Regions from separate parts of the Zea mays genome. Here region 2 is linked to region 1. Evidence: chromatin contacts called from public Hi-C data. All regions are on one chromosome and are shown on one strand. Each heading gives the region's core, a stretch centred on a gene start, on an enhancer-like site or on the middle of the called end of the contact. The rest is flanking DNA. Distances are from core to core; before and after follow the strand shown. Region 1 holds the start of LOC103639942. Region 2 holds the start of LOC103638367 (G-type lectin S-receptor-like serine/threonine-protein kinase SD2-5).

Region 1 (3,224 bases), core at 603-3,102:
CCCAAAACTGGAGACCTCCGTGCTGTCGATCAGCCTTAACACTGCTGCGTTCGTGTGGATGATCCCCTTTGGGCTTAGCTCAGCTATCAGGTAATGGACGACGACTTGAGAACCCGGAACCAAGCTCTGACATGAACATCACCTGATAGAAGGTCTGCTTGCTTTGGTGGTGCTGGCTTGCTCTGATCATGGTGGCCTGGCATGGTGCAGCACTCGCGTGTCGAATGAGCTGGGTGCCGGGCGTCCTCGAGCCGCCCGCCTTGCGGTGCGTGTCGTTGTGTTGCTGTCTGTCGCCGAAGGGCTAGGCGTGGGCCTCATCCTGGTGTGCGTGCGCTACGTCTGGGGCCATGCCTACAGCAACGTCGAGGAGGTGGTGACGTACGTGGCCAACATGATGCTGGTCATTGCAGTGTCCAACTTCTTCGATGGTATCCAGTGCGTGCTTTCAGGTACGTGCAGTACAGAGGAGCTATGCTGTGCTTCCTACTACACAACAGCTAGCGGACACCGGAGTTGACGACTCCTCTTCCTTCCTTCCTTGTGATGTCCATGGGATGGATTGTACGTAGGTGTGGCTAGAGGCTGTGGATGGCAGAAGATCGGTGCCTGCATCAACCTTGGCGCCTACTACATCGTCGGCATCCCCTCTGCTTACCTCATAGCGTTCGTCCTGCGTGTCGGTGGGACGGTGCGGCTTCTCCCTGAAACTATTTACCATCCCCCAGTTCTTTGGCATGGCCATTGTTTCTCAGTACTTCGCTGACAAATGAACAGGGACTCTGGTTGGGCATCATATGTGGGCTCATCGTACAGCTCCTTCTGCTCGCGATCATCACTCTCTGCACCAACTGGGATAGCGAGGTAGTACGCCCATTATATTAGTTGGTTTTTGATTGTGGTTGACAACTTCGTACACAAAATCTCTCACTCTGAATCTTTGAATCCATATATAGGCAACGAAGGCAAAGAACAGAGTGTTCAATTCTTCCTCTCCAGCATCCGGAACGTGAACGGATTGGCGGTGAAGTAAACGGCGAGCAAACACGGAAACTATAGGAGTTATGCCTGTAGTTTTGGAAACTTCAGCACCTCTGATCCTCTCCGATTTTCTGGCTCCCACATTAACTCTAATGGTTAGCATTGACACTTGCAGTCTGGATTTTGAAACATAAATGCGTTCCTTGAACAGAGTAGGAAGGGACCAATGGAAAACTTATACAATAGTGTTAGATCGCATGCAACATTGTCCTCCAAAGTGACCTCATCACACAACAAAACGTGGGTAATTCCAAGACCACTTTTTCGGTACAATAAAACTGTGGTCCGAATCCTCACATCGGGCCAAATGGGCCAGCCGCCAGCACAAGCTGTGGTCTAGTTGCTGGCTGGCCTCAAGGCCACCCGGTGCGTGGCAAAGGAGGCGTGCGGTTAGGGGTCTGGGCCAATGCTGTCAACCAATCTCGATACGTTTACAAAATCAACAGTGTGTTATCGTAGACACGTAGACGAAGCAATACGTGTGGATATATATATATATATATATATATATATATATATATATATATATATATATATATATATATATATATCTCTACTAACTATTAAGTTAGCAGTGTAGACCGCCCCCGCCTCCACCCGCACGCCCTTCCGCAAACCCCGCCGTTCGCCCGCTCTTCCTACCACCTCCGCAACCGACAGGACGCCGCTGCGGCGGCACTCGGTCCGGCTGCTGGCGCTCGTCGCCGGGGAGCACCCGCGGGACGCCGTCGCGCCGCTCGTGCCCAGGCTCCTGGCCGCCTCCAGACTTCAAATCCCCACCACCATCGAACCTCCCCAACCCGGCAAATCCTAAATCCAATATAGGCTAACCCTAGCCGCCCATCCGCCCGCCGTGAAGGCGTCGATCAAGTTCCGGGACGACGACCGACCGCTGCTGCGCGCCAAGGTGCCGATTGGCGTGCTAGGGCTGCCCTTCCTCTCGGGCCTCGCGGCGGGGGGAGACGCCAAGGACCTCCGTTTTGACCTCTCCACCGCCTTCCCCTCTGTCCCGGCGCTCCGCCTCTCATACCGCCCCAACGAACCCCTCCAGCCTTTTGCCCTCTCCGTCCGCACGGGGTCCCCTATCCGCGCCCCATTCGCCCTCGCCGCCGAATTCAACCTCACCTCCTCCAACCCGCCCGCCTTCTCGCTCCTCTTCAAGCCCCGGATCGGGGACTTCGCCGTCGCAAGCTCCGTCCACTCCCCGCCGACACCGCCGCCCACATCCACTCCGCCCCCGCTAGCGATCAAGATGGTCGACCTCACCACCAACAGCGACGACCACGACTGCGAAGCACACGGTAACGACCTCTCCTTCGCCGAGAATGTATTCGGGGCGAACGTGGCGGCCGCCACCGGGACGAACGGCGGCGGCGTAGGCGCGCTGCTGTCCGGGATGCGGCTCACGACCAGGAGCGTGCTGCCACTGTGGAGTAAAGCGAGCATGTGGTTCCAGTGGGGGCTGCGCGTGCCGCCGGAGATCAAGGCCACGCTTGCAGACAACGGGTACGGGCGCAAGGCTGGGAGCCTCGCCATCAGCAAGCTGCCGCTGCTGGTGATGAACAAGATCATTATCGAGCACACGCCCAAGGTGCCTTCACAGTCTGAAGCGGACAAGAAGAGGAAGAAAGACACACCACCGGCAGCTGAGGATGAAGAGTTCTCACTCATGAAGAGGCAACTGGATAAGCTGAATGCGGAGAGCACAATGCTGCGTCGTGCAGTCGAGGACTTGAGTGCAGAGATTGGAGCCGGCAAAGGCAATGATCGTAAGCTGCCAACAGCAGTGCCACCTCAACAACATACTTTAGTGTCGAAACCAGATCGTCATTTCCACATAAATGCGAAGGAATTGGTAGACAGTGGGACGAAACCGGCCTCAAATGAAGCAAGTGAGGAGTTGAAGAAGGTGCTTGAGGGCCGACGGAAGTAAGAAGCACCTAGCTAGGGCTTGCTGTTATTGCAAGCCCTACAATATGACATAGCTGCTGACTATTGTGTCAGGTTTTGTGGTTAATAATAATACTTCCTCGCTGGAGAAGATTGCTAAGGGCAGTTTAGCCCCTCGCTGGAGCCTGGAGGCAAGTGAGGTTGCCATTCGCCATAGGTGTGGTAGTAATTTTGCCTCAATTCTATTTTCATTGCTTGTCTTAGGATATCCTGTTCTGTATAAATTTTCATATTTT
Region 2 (3,411 bases), core at 139-2,638, 140 kb after region 1:
TTGCACTAAAACCAGCCTCATATGTTCATTGCATCAGTATGCACGCTAGTTAACATCTGGGCCAACTGTGTGGTATAGGGATGGCAACCTGTCGCGTACTATCATTCCATAACTGTATCTGTCAAAAAAAAGGTCTACCCATCAGATACCCATATCCGCTTGCGGGTATAGAACCTTACCCATACCCACGTAGGTAGTTTTACCCATCGCGTAACCCGTATTTAGTGTTGGGAATTGGGCCGGACCGAGCCAGTATGGCTAGGCCCAATGTCCTTTGGGCCAAATAGGCTTGGACCGAGAAGGCCCAAAATTTTTTTGGGTCGTGCTATGCTAGCCAAAGAGTAGAAACAATGGTTTAACCCGATCCTAAAGCACGTCAGGCCTTCATCAGGTCATGCCAGCCCAAAACTGACCCATATATTTAAATCACATAAATTATAAATATTACAACCACATAAAGTTCATAGCTTACTAAATTAAAGAAATTAAACATTGTGGGCTTCATCAAGCCGGGCTGACCAAAGCCCGACCTATGTGCGGGGATCGTGGCGGGGGCTGAAAAGTCCGACCCATGTTTCCAGCACTACCCTACCCGTTAGGAAAATCTCAAATTCTAATACGTCAATCACTCCAAGTATCATACAGACACACAAAAACAAGCTCAACTTAAAATGTAACAAACCATATAATTACATACTTGATAGTTAAACAAACAATAGCCAGAGAAGGATTTTCTTTTAGCTAAGATATAATTTATTAGATAGTAAGAGTGGTGATGCGGGTACATTTACCCACGGTTACACAAAGTATCCACCGGTACGCATATCCATCTATCCAATCTGTAGAGATTCTTGCCCATTAATGGACCTATGAATAAAGAAATCATTGCATAATCGCTTTCATATATATATCGGGTAAAACCCTTCAGCTATTTGGGTTTTGTGTACCCATTTACTCCATGTCATATACCGTACCGAGAATTTTGTGGTTTTTTTTGTTTTGAAATTCGCAAAGTTTTGGCGTGGGATTTGATGAATTGTGCCTAAACCGTTGAGAGAAACATGTCATCTAAGAGCCGTCGTAATGGCTATGCACGTGCCATATAGTATTCCAGCAGGTAGAAGATCCAGAGACTGCGCGCACGATTCACTAGTCTACACCAGACTGCCCCTACCTGTTTTGTTTAGTAGAGTAGCGGTAAAGATAATTCATAAGCTGGGTAAGGGTTGCCGTAGACGTGGCGTTTGATTGGTTTCGCAGCGATGGCGAATTGGCGATCCCAAATCCCAATCTCTTGCTGAGCGTCAGCAGTGTGTGTACGTGGGGCCCGGCCGTATATAAATGGAATTTGGATGAGCATGGGGCCTCAGTTCCAAGCTGGGGATCGTCACCACTTGCGGTGCGCCCATCGACCACCGCTCCCTCCTTAATTCCGCCTCTCATCTCACCAAGTCACCATCCACCCACCTGCTCGACCCGCCTCCGTCCGCCTCTCTCCATTCAATCACGCCATCGCCACGCCTCCTCCGCTTCTCAGTTCTCCCTCTCTGCGCCCACAAGCGCCAAATCATTTTCACCGGAGGCCATGGCCCCGCTGCCTCCGGGCCCAGAGGTGACCACACTCTGCTCTACTCTTCCCCCACTGCTTGCTTCTTCCTCCCTCTTCTTCCTGACGACTCTCACTGCCTCCTGATGATAGTGCCTTTTTGGTTCATGTTTGATTTGCTTGTTTTCTTCTCTACCATGATTGTTTCTTATTCAGTGCTAGCATCAGCGTGCTTCGTTCTTCTCCTCACTTTGGAGATCTACATACACAGAGGGCCCATGTCTTGCTTTAAGAGGTATCTCGACTTTCAGGGTGTACTTTACGGTGGAATTGAGTGTCCTTTCTCCACTGTGGGGAGCAGACAGGGACAAGCCCTTATTCTCTTTCTGTGTCGAGGAGAGCGACAATAATTTCGGGACTGGGATTTCGAAATTCTAGGCTCCGGTTTATCCAATTTCTAGACGGTTTGGTCGGTTGGATTCTCACGGTAATGGATTCAACTGTAGCCTCGGAAATTTCCATCACTCGATGCAATAGCTAGGCGTAAGCGCGAATGCGCCATAGCGCCTGAAATACTTAATCCTTATCTTTTCCAGGTCGGAGAATTTAGAATCTACCGTGCTCTGCTTTAAGACTAATTCGTGGATTAGGGTTCAAGATAAGAAATTAAAAATAGGGGGTAAGCAAGAAAGCAGTTTGAAACACCGAAAGTTCTAGAAAAGGGCAATCGAAGGGCGATGTGCGGTTAAACCTTGGTGGAATTTTAGGTGTTACTGCACATATTATATAGGAGTATTATATTATATATACTACTTTTTCATCTGGCGCCTACTTCGTACTGCATAGTGCTTCGATAGTGGCAACTGGCAACGGTGTCGGACTCTCGGTCAACGGTCGCCTCTCACCAGGGACTCTCCAAGTCATGCTCACTTTGAGGTTTAGTCAAAAGAGTTGATGCCAACAATGTGTGGTCCATTCGTTTCATGCTTTTTGGTGGCAATTTGGTTGCAGATAGATAGGGAACTGATCATTGCCTTTGCTCTGATTTTTCATTCTTTCCTTTTTAGACAAAAAAAGAAGAAGAAATGCTCCTTGGTCACTCTCAATTATGTTGTTTGTAGATTACCAATTTGCCATTATTCATTCCTTGTATCTGTTTCTGGAAGGTAGTCTGTCTGGGACTCAACTGAACTGTAAAATGCTCCTAAAGGAGGTTGACAAACAAATACAAAGCTTTATCACGAATCGCTCCCACCCAAGGTAGCATAATGAGCTCTTGTTCTGGATTCTGACGAGGGTAACTTTTATGATGACGATTATTTTACCCTCATGAGAGGCTAGGGTTATGGTGGTGGTGGTTGTTGGTTATTGAGATTCTAGGGCCTCCAAACATGCCTAGAGAAACACCTCTTGCTGGGTGGGAAATTTTTTTGTTACAGCCCGGATGCAAACTAGGATTTCTACAGCCCCTCACAAACAGGAGGGTAGGCTCGGCATGCAGCAGCAGCAACAACAACTAGAACACTATCCCGTAACAGCTGGTGGACTTGCACGTGGGACCTATTCTCCAGTTTGTGAGGGGTTGCAAAGATCCCTGTTTGCATGTGGTCTGCAAAGAAAATTTACTGCTGGGCAAAGTGGGTCAGCATCTTGGCGACGGAATCCGGTGACAGCTCATCGGAACCTGGCATCTTCGATATCAAATGTTATGGTGGTGGCTCGTATTGAGGGAGCGCAAGGGGGTCAGACGAGGTCTTGTCCATGACCAGTAAGAAGAAAATGTTTTTTCTTCTTAATTATTGCTAGATTAGATTGATATATCTTCTCTCATATATAGAGAGGCTTACTTGGTCCCTAAGCAAGTG

The links. A called contact is a pair of places that touch in the nucleus more often than the background predicts.
Region 2: a Hi-C map of leaf shows a contact between it and region 1, with 4 times the contacts expected there. The contact joins the promoter of LOC103638367 here to the promoter of LOC103639942 in region 1. A contact is called at or near these places in 10 of 25 Hi-C or Micro-C datasets (bundle sheath, ear, leaf and 3 more).

What each region holds. Positions count from the first base shown.
Region 1 is chr9:50,845,612-50,848,835 of Zm-B73-REFERENCE-NAM-5.0, forward strand. It overlaps LOC103639942, which reads left to right and starts at 1,853. Exons shown (of 1, transcript XM_023301085.1): 1 at 1,853-3,224. The coding sequence starts at 1,853. The coding sequence ends at 2,971. LOC100382400 reads left to right here. Exons shown (of 7, transcript NM_001175145.1): 3 at 1-90; 4 at 211-449; 5 at 570-688; 6 at 775-861; 7 at 954-1,309. The coding sequence ends at 1,010.
Region 2 is chr9:50,990,524-50,993,934 of Zm-B73-REFERENCE-NAM-5.0, forward strand. LOC103638367 (G-type lectin S-receptor-like serine/threonine-protein kinase SD2-5) reads left to right here and starts at 1,389. Exons shown (of 2, transcript NM_001326379.1): 1 at 1,389-1,612. The coding sequence starts at 1,586.